2 separate regions of the Mus musculus genome follow, and region 1 is linked to region 2. A link is a contact called in public HiChIP or PLAC-seq data. All regions are on one chromosome and are shown on one strand. The core of a region is the stretch at or near the end of the contact, and the rest is flanking DNA. Distances in the headings are between cores, read along the strand shown. Region 1 has its middle 49 kb from the start of Gm46853. Region 2 has its middle 110 kb from the start of Gm46853.

Region 1 (4,922 bases), core at 1,789-4,288, 66 kb before region 2:
TCCTTTAGATGCCTTTTTACACCCACCCAGGGTGCCTTCACTTCATTCAACCCCCTTAACTTTATTGTTTAAAATCCTTCTAGATGCTTTTCCAAATCTGTAAGACACTCAAGACCTACCTAGAGTTATGTAATGAAATCTTTGTAAAGGTGGAAAACAGGATAACAAAGCAAGGTCCTCAACCCTATCCCATGACAAATAGTGGGACTGTGACAGTCACCTTTGGGAAGTATTCTGAACATTCATTCTAAGCAAATACCAAGTGGTCTTAAGAAATGTTAATGAGGCCCACTATAACATGACAAGATATCATCATGTGTACAACCTGTTCCACCAAAAGAGCAAGGTGAGCATAGTGGTATGGATGGGTGAAACTGCTCCATTCAGTCCTTCCCATTGTCCACAGTCATTCTTCACGAGTCTCTGGTCTTCTTCTCCTGGGGAAACAGGGCTATCCTTACACCTGGCATACCTACTGCTTGAGCTGGTACCTTGAGCCTGACAGGATCTAGATTGGCTGCTGAAAGTCCTTGGACCGGGGGAGCTCCTAAGTGTGCTCCCCTTGAGTTGATAAGTGTTCATGGCGTATTCCATGAGGATGATTGCACTCTGAGACAGGATTCATTTTCACCCACACCACTCTGTTGTTCATGACTTCAGTGAGCTGGTTTTCAGGCTTTAGGCCCTTCCAGGGACTCATAAGCAAGGAATTTGGTCTCTTGTCACTTTTCCCACTAAAAATTACAGCTTACCACAACACTTGCCACATCGCTTTCGAGTAACCCAGACAGGACTCACTGTCTAATTTCCTTGTTTTATCCAGTCCCTCCTGAGTGATTTATTACCGTATGAACCAATTTTTATGTCAGTCTAGGTCACTGATATTTGACAACCTCGTATCTTATCAAGATTGTGTCCTACCAGGAGACACACCAGTCCCAAGATCCCTGCTGAATTAACTCATTCCTTAAAGATTGTGAATACAATCTTTTCTAGTCCCACACACTGGGCATCAAATACCACCCCTCATATGTGCCTAAGTAATATCTGTTAGTCTTCCCTAGTGCTGGAATTAAAGGCAGGTGCCACCACACCCAGCTTAATTTTTCTTCTTATGGCTTCAGATTATGTTGCCGTTTTCCCAAGGAGGGATTACTGAACATTAGTCAGTTTCTCTTCTTACACAGTTCATAAAAGGACCCCCTCCTTTTTTCCCATGTCCTACAGACTCCAGAGTGAGAGGGTCTTTTTTGTTTCTTATTTAAAACTCATGTAGCTCAGAGGCAAAATTTCCATACTTAAAATATTTTCCTGTGTTGGGTCATTATTGAGGTCCCAGTCTACATGCTGAATCATGGATTTCCTTTTTCCTATATATTAAAAGTTGAGCCCGGGGTGTCCACCACTTCCACTTCTCTCTCTCTCTCTCTCTCTCTCTCTCTCTCTCTCTCTCTCTCTCTCTCTCTCTCTCTCTCTCTCTCTGCTAATTCTCACCAGGGATGCCAGGCTTTTGGATGTTAGAAGGTCTCTCTAACACAGATCAGATTTGTACTCTCTTTGCATTGTGCCCCACCTGCTGTAAGGAAAGACAAGCCAATACCCATGACTCATGTCCTTTACTCCAGTTTACTTGCTAATTTGGAGGCTAACGTAGAGGGTATCGTATGTTATCCCCCTAACATCCATCTAATTTCTCCTTTACATGAGCAAGTTTGCTCTGGGCATACCACGGCCTTAGCCAGATGTATCTTCATCCATAAGAGGGGCCGTGTAGTGTAACTGTCACTGTGCACTGCTTTTGATTGGAGCTTTGCCAGAGGCATGAGTGAGCTATGACTTACAGGGGACTGGATCTGTATTGCTGGAAAGCCCCATTTCTAAAGAACTTGCAAGCACCTACCCTATCAGGCATCTGCTCCAGCAATTATTCACACCTTGCAGAACCCAAGGGAGCCTCGTGAATAAGTCTTGTCATCCTGCTGAGCCGTGTGTGTGTGTGTGTGTGTGTGTGTGTGTGTGTGTGTCTGTGTCTGTGTGTCTCTGTGTGTGTGTGTGTGTGTGTGTGTGTGTGTCTGTGTGTGCCTGTATGTGTTTCTCTGTGTGTGTGTTTCTGTGTGTGTGTGTGTGTGTGTGTGTGTGTCTGTGTCTGTGTCTGTGTGTCTCTCTGTGTGTGTGTGTGTGTGTGTGTGTGTGTGTGTCTGTGTGTGTGTGTGTCTGTGTGTGCCTGTATGTGTTTCTCTGTGTGTGTGTTTCTGTGTGTGTGTGTGTGTGTGTGTGTGTGTGTGTGTGTGTGTCTGTGTGTCTGTGTCTGTGTCTGTGTGTCTCTGTGTGTGTGTGTTTCGGTGTGTGTGTCTGTGTGTGCCTGTATGTGTTTCTCTGTGTGTGTGTTTCTGTGTGTGTGTGTGTGTGTGTGTGTGTGTGTGTGTGTGTGTGTGCCTCTCTCTCCCTCAGGGAAGCTTTAACTGGGAAGAAACAGCTCCACAAAATTGAAACTCTGCTGCCGCTTGTCAATTTCTGCTATGTTTACCTGTTTATCTTGGATGGGCATAAGATTGTCTGAACAGACACGAAACATATATAAAGTATCATACTTTGGATCACTCTTTAAATGAAAATGCAGAAGTAATTTTAAGCTTAAGTTTAACTTTATCTTGATAAATGGTGTATTTGAGGTGACGATTAGAAGAACAGCTTAGCCTTCCACTCACAGTTCTAATTATATGTTATATATCGTGTATTACTGTTACGGCTGTGTCTCAATTTGCCTCTCTTGCAGCCCATGCCAAGATCCTTTGACATCTACTAACAGATCATTCATACTTCAGAAAATTTAGAATAGATAAAAGAGTACCAATGAATTATAAAATGGAAAAAAAATGAGGAACCACATAATAAGCTAAAGAGTTTTCTTCTAAGAAATGGTAAAGATTTTAAAAATTTTCAAAGTGTATTTGAGGAAATGAAAATCAGATATGAGATTATTAAAATAATCATTGACGCATGTCATGTAAAGTTTTAAAACATCTGTATAACATAAGAAACTTTCTAGAAAAAGAAACATCAACAAAATTATCTGGAACAGAGAAGAGGAAACCAAACCTTCATGACCCAAACAATAAAAACTGACAGCTCTCTCCTGACAGGCCTGAAGCTGAGAGACCTGCAGATAGTCATTTAGCTAATGATTAATTTCTATGTATAAACTGCTCCATAATAAATGGTGGTATACTTCTCAGTTTCATAGACTAACATAGCAATAACAGTTGCCATGGGGGTAGATTAGAAAAATCTTAGGAATATTATACTGGATAACAACTATTTTTATTTAAAAATTTAAAGGAAGTTTTAAAATATAACTGTTGGCAACAGGCAGATGGCTGTTTTGTTTGCTTACATCAAGTTAAGCATTGGGTTTCTTGAAATGTAGAATAAAGTGGAACACATGGTAGGTTGGTGGAGGAATCAGACTTGATCTTTGTAACTTAAAAAAATAATCCATTTTTGACATAATGAACTTGTGTTTCGAGATCATGTACAACTTTATATGCATATAAGCATGTGAGCATTTTGTATGTCTCTATATGTATACAAGCAGTGTGTGTGTGTGTGTGTGTGTGTGTGTGTGTGTGTGTGGTCACCTTAACAGTCAAGAAGCACTGTTTAAAGCAAACACATGCCTCAAACAGCATCCATAAATGAAACCTGGAGATGCTGAACCCACAGTGGGAGGAAGCTTTCTTTACACAAACGCCATTCTCCACCAAGTGTCAGCCTCATTCTCTTCTCAGGCCAGCTTTTCATGTGGGTCCAACCTTGCCTCAGCCACCCACCTTAGCAACAGTTGTGATATTTTTCATGTTGCCCCATAGTGTCCTTAAGTGGTGGCTGCTTTATTCATTTTTTTTTATCCGTGGTAATTTTATTATCTATTATATTACATTGTTGGATTCAAGATGGAAGCTGAGAAAACTCACTTCAGATACGGAAGCTTAAAAATGAAAGTTTTATTTTCTGAGCACTCCGGGAGGCAGCCAGTTCAGGATCTGGCCTTCAAGGGAAACTGTACAACATTTTTATAGGACAAAACACAAAGCACATGTGGGGCAAGTGGACCGAGCCACCAGACAGAAGAACTAGTAAGGTTGAGTGAGTCCAAACTCAGTGTAACTTAGAATTGAGAACAATATGAGTGGGGCCAACTCCCTGCCTAACTAACTCTGCCTTCTCTAGAACAGTAACCTTGACACCCCACCAAGAGAACCAGGACAATCAGTCACGGTAAGGAAAACCCCTGAAGTCCTTCCCCATGCAAACAGAGCATCACTAGCATCTCAGACTGAGCCAATGGGAAACATCTTCCCCTGAATCCCATCCTCAATCCAAATTTCTCAGTGTCTATAAAGTCCTTATCCACATGGAATAAAGTGCACAGGTTATTTCACTGGGCGTCATCTGAGAATGGCTGTTTTATGGAACTGTAACACGTTGCGGAAGAGTTTTCTTTCCTGAATCACTCATCACTGGACCTTGGACCCGCCTGCCAGCTGCCGTCACTATCCATGCTGCTGGCACTGGCGCTGCCAAGATAGCAGGCAAGACCTGGGACCGGGCTACCTACCCTGCAATGGGTTTCCCTTCTGAGAGCTGTGATACTTTGGCCATTTCTGGCAAGACCCGAGACCCACGGTACGTATTTGCCCGGATTCTCAGAGGACGGCAGTGGGTATGATGTTGCATTGACCAATCATATTTTGACACAGGGGGTTAAGCAAGGAACTTAACGCTTCCTTCTTTACACCCTTTATTGGTTAACAGACAAACATCAAACATCTTGAAGAAGCAGGATAGGAGTTGGGTTCTGAAGCCTTGGTACTTGGATTCAGTTTTGATCCTACCGGCAAGGTGGCACTCATTCCTGAGAT
Region 2 (4,763 bases), core at 1,544-4,043:
TCTCACAGTACTGAGCCTCAGCTGCTCTTCATGACTCCATCTTGCCTTCAAACCCAGTACCACCTGGGTGACTCACACATTGCCAAGTCCAGCTGCAGCACAAGGCACAACCTAGGCTATCTCAACCTAGGCTATCTCTGGAACACAGCTTCTCTGTGCTCACAGAAAACACTTCCCAGAAGATTTTACCTCAGTGATGCTGATCTCTTGTCAATCACTTCTTAGCTCCAGCTAGCCACCACCAACTGTCCCAGTAGCCCCTTTTATTGTGGACTGTAAATCCAGAGCCACATGGCTGAATCTGCAGTGTTCTATTGCTTGCTGGGGCTGGAACATGACCCCCCCCCCCTATTCTATTACCAGCTTTCTGTTTTCTAACTCCCTCACTGCCTAAGGTTGGCTGTCCTAGAACTTGCTCTCTAGATTGACCTTGAACTCAGAGATCTGCATGGCTCTGTCTCCTGCGATTAAAGGCCTATACACCTTTGCCTGGGCCTAAGCTGTCGTTGGTCCTCCGAGCCGATGGCGACAAGAACGACACAGACACCAAGTTGGGTTCATGCAGCAACTTTACTTCGGACTTTTTCTTTTACAGCTCTCTTCCCCAACAGCTTCTTCTTAGGGCAAGGGCTAAACTACTCCTATTACAACAGCTTCTCTTACTCTACTTCTACTCACGGCAAGGGCTAAAACTACTCTCTTCACTACTACTAGCTTCTACCTAGGGCAAGGGCTAAACAACAACTCACTACTCGAGCCGACTCACCTCCTTCTAGCTCCACCCCACCTCATCCAATCAGAATTCACACACGCTCCAGGCACGTGCTCAGGTCGTTCACAGATAAGCTGACAGGTCCCGATCAAGAGGAACAGTCTAGCCTGGCAGGCAGCCTATGCATGCAGCCTCACTGCGCATGCTCGGGCAAGGCACTAAACAAGTGGGTTTCACACTCACTTCCCGCACTAAGCTTTTCATAGCCTCTATGTCTCAAGATCTCCATGCCAAGATCTAGGTCAGAAACTTGTGTCTTCCAGCCTCAAGATCTAGATCACAGGTGAACTCTCCAATTCTGGCTTGTAGTTCATTCCAGATATAGTCAAGTTGACAACCAGGAATAGCCATTTAGGGTAGCTGGGCCATTTGACATCTTGGTTGTCAGTATGCTCCAGAGGCCTCAGAATAGGGTTCAGCAGACACAGTTGCACTGGATGGCAAGAGAGATAAGGCTTGAGGGAAGCAGGTTAGGACTGGCTGCACCCTAATCATCCTAGAATTTCTACCCCCATCACACTCCCCTAAGTGGGAATTTACAATATGTTTATTTAGTATTTTTTAAAAGATCAATTTGAAGAACTCCCCACATTTAGCTCGAAAGTTGTGGCTGTGAGATGGTGGCCCATGAGTGACATACTGTGCATGTTTTGAAATAATGTCAAAGCTACTTTGATTAGTGGCTAGAACAGCTTGCAAGGGTCAGATTGGCTTGTTAAATCCTGATGGCTACTTAGCAAAGGTCTGTGCTAAAAAATGGGAATATGGAGTAACTCTTACAACCTGAAGTAAGGCTGTCTTCTCTTCAGTCTGGCTTGGCTAGTGTGTCGACAGGCATCTGAAAGTGCCATATTCAAAACCTTCTTCTCTAAGCCACTCAGGTTTGATGTTGTTGATCATATAGTCACTGGCTAAGAGGCCAGAAGTGGGCCTCCCACGCCCTGGAGCTGGAGTTATAGGCAGTTGTGGACTTCCCAGCGTGGGTGTTTGGAACTGAACTCCAGTCCTCTGCAAGAGCCATGACCTTCTTAGTAGCTGAGCCATCTCTGGCCTCCTGAGATCGTACAACAGTTAGCTTCTCTGTGAGGAAGGGGCTGTCTGTTATTAATTGTTCAGTCTCTGGCTTGTGACTCTATGCGAAGCACAGCTGATAGGAAAGGGAGTAGCTGACCACAACCTCCTGAGATAGACAAGCTGGGGTCTACTCCCCTGCTTCCCTCTTGGCATCATCTTGTAGGCAGATTACTTACCTCAGCCATAGACACTGCCCTCCATAGAAGGCTGGCTGACGAACGGACATGGTGATTGGACAGAAAGCACAAGGATGAGGTCCTGTTATCAGCTCCTTAAATTCCACCTGACATCCAGTTTGTAAATGCTTGCTGACTTTTACGATCGCCTTAGAAACACACAGATTTCAGTGTTGGATTCTGGTTCCTGTTTGGATTTGATTTTATATAACTATGATAGTTGGGGGACACTTGTTACCCCTGACAATGATAGCTCACCGACATTTGTTAACCTACCTGATTATCCCAGGAACACATGAACTTCAATGCACTGGTTATGCCTTGTTTGTTTGTGATTTTGTTGTTGCTGTAAAAAGTTCCCACTCTGTAGTCAGGGCTGAACTAGAACTAACTCTCTGTCCTAGGCTGGCCTCTAAGTCACTGCAGTTCTCCTAATTCAGTCTCCCGTGTCCTGGAATTTCAGGATGAGCCACCATGCCTGCTAATGCTCCTAAAACACGTTAACTCCTTTATTCCGTTAAAGATTGGTGCTGTGGGCGGCTGTGGTGCAGGATTTTCCCCGTTTTCAGAGACTGACCTTTAACTGTTTCCAGAAAGCCCTGACTGAAGTGGGAAGCTCTCTGAAGTGGGGCAGGGAGAGGAGATCCTTCCCCTATTTTCAATAACAAATAAGACAGGTCACCCCACCGAGAAAGGAACAACCTCTCCTATCAGGTCTTTGCTGAAATTGAAGAAATGAAATGAGTACTGACGGACATGGATGATGTCACTCTGTCATCTGTCATGCCCAAATACCACTTCCTCTTGGTGATGGCATGTGGAGCCAGCACAGACAGACAGCTTCATCCCTCACTGGGAGACTGTCAGCTCTCAGCTGATCACTTGATGGGAGAGTGTCACACCTGGGGAAAATGGACACAGTATTATTTGATTTAAGAACATTGTCAGGAGTGTGTGTAATCTAGGAGGAAAGACAGAAAAATTGTTTAGTTGTTGAAAATCTATAAAATGGTGCATAATTAAGCTAGTGACAAGTCACCAAAGAGCCATGAGACTCTGAGAAGGGAGAAGACCTCTTAGGTAAAAAACATCAATACTTTAAAAAAAAAATCAGTATGCTCCACTGTGTTCACTGCAGTGTTGTTCATAATAGTTGATATGGAATCAGCCTATAGAATCATCTACCCATGGATGAGTGGGTAAAGGAAGTGTGGCATAGATACACAATAGAGTACTATACAGCCTTCAAAAAGAAGTAATCTTCTCACTTGCAGCACCATACACAAGCCTGGAGCCTATCATGTTTGGAGAAGTAAGCTGGGAACCGAATAACAAACACCACATGATCTTACACATGGAATCTAAAAAAAAAATGTTAATCTCACAGAAACAGAATAAAATGGTTATGACCTGAAGTTGAAATGAGGAGCCTGAGAAGGCACAGGTCAAATGTCGCACAGCGCAGACCGAGAGGAGCTAAAAGATCTGTGCATTTTGCTGACTACAACTGGTAGACTGTATCTTGAACAGTGGTAAGAGTGAGGGTGTTGTGTACCCACCACATAGAAAGGTAAGCTTGGGAGACGACATGCATAATGATTCCTTTTAGCCATTCCAAAAATGTGTAATATGACAAATGGTGTCATGTGCACCACAAATACACCCAGTTCTACCTGTCAGTTAAAGTCTATTGTAGCTATGTGTCATAACTAAGCTAGAGACTTTACACACACACACACACACACACACACACACACACACACACACACACACACACACATTCCTTCTGTTAAAAATGCAAATGAGAGCAAAACAACCTTTTATGGCTGGTTCAGCTGACTTTTGGGCAGTTTGAATATCTTACCTGTGTTCACCAGTAAGCCATAGTCAAGATGAAGATCAGACTTGAGGCCAAGTGGTTGCCAAAGGCTTACCGGTTTCTTCTTCCCTGGAGATGGTGGCAGGGGCCAACTTAGGATGGAATGTGATAGTTCTCAATAGATGACAGTAAGGGAGCAGAAAGAACAGAAGGCGCTGCGTCCTGAGGAAGGACGACGGTGTCCCACGAGATGCTTCCTGACTATGCTCATGACACACAGGACCAGCCAAATAATCTCAGAAGTGGTGAGGAAGGTTGCTGCCAGAGGCTGAGGCTAGGGAGCCACAGAGAAGGTGACCAGGGGACACAGAGCTTTGGTCAAGTAGGAGACATATGGTGGATTGTTCTTGTGTGTGTGTGCATGCGCACGTGTGTGTTGCCACAGCCTTCAATGCTCTCAAACTTGCTACGTAGCTGAGCATGCCTTTGAACCCTTGAGCCTCCTGCTTCACCTCCAGGTTGCTGGGATTAACATACGAGGCCACAGTGTCTGTCACACTTGATTTTGTTTTGAGCTCTATTGCCGGGTAGTGACTGTGGTGGCACTAAAGCGGACATTGCCATTCAATCTGAAGTGTTGCCTCCTTCACTTCTACACACACAAGTGTTTCAAAGGATGGATTGGCTGGAGTTAATCACCCCACAACCTATTTGTCACATTGTGCCCCATAACTATGCACAACAACAACTTGTCTGCCCTTGACAGGAACGCCATGATCCCAGAACTTTACTTTCCAGCCCATCTCATCCATAATGCTCACTATCTCCTGAAGACACCTGCGAGACAAACAGGCACTCTGCCTCTGAGACAGACCCGGGGCCAGTCATTAAAAAATGCACATGCTTAAGACAAGAATCGAAG

The links. HiChIP or PLAC-seq counts read pairs in DNA pulled down with a chosen protein or histone mark.
Region 1: an H3K27ac HiChIP or PLAC-seq map of bone marrow-derived dendritic cells shows a contact between it and region 2, with 2.0 times the contacts expected there. The contact joins two enhancer-like sites. A contact is called at or near these places in 2 of 484 Hi-C or Micro-C datasets (conventional dendritic cells and nephron progenitors) and 1 of 115 datasets of contacts at active chromatin or transcription factors (bone marrow-derived dendritic cells).

What each region holds. Positions count from the first base shown.
Region 1 is chr4:47,902,552-47,907,473 of GRCm38.p6, reverse strand. No RefSeq gene overlaps it. Among named protein-coding and RNA genes, the nearest start is that of Gm46853, 49 kb to the left of the region's middle. Within about 2 kb of position 3,038, at least 8 of the 459 cell types and tissues checked have an H3K27ac peak or open chromatin away from gene starts, as enhancers often do. A contact at or near this core is called in bone marrow-derived dendritic cells, where this site is marked.
Region 2 is chr4:47,836,666-47,841,428 of GRCm38.p6, reverse strand. No RefSeq gene overlaps it. Among named protein-coding and RNA genes, the nearest start is that of Gm46853, 110 kb to the left of the region's middle. Within about 2 kb of position 2,793, at least 12 of the 459 cell types and tissues checked have an H3K27ac peak or open chromatin away from gene starts, as enhancers often do. A contact at or near this core is called in bone marrow-derived dendritic cells, where this site is marked.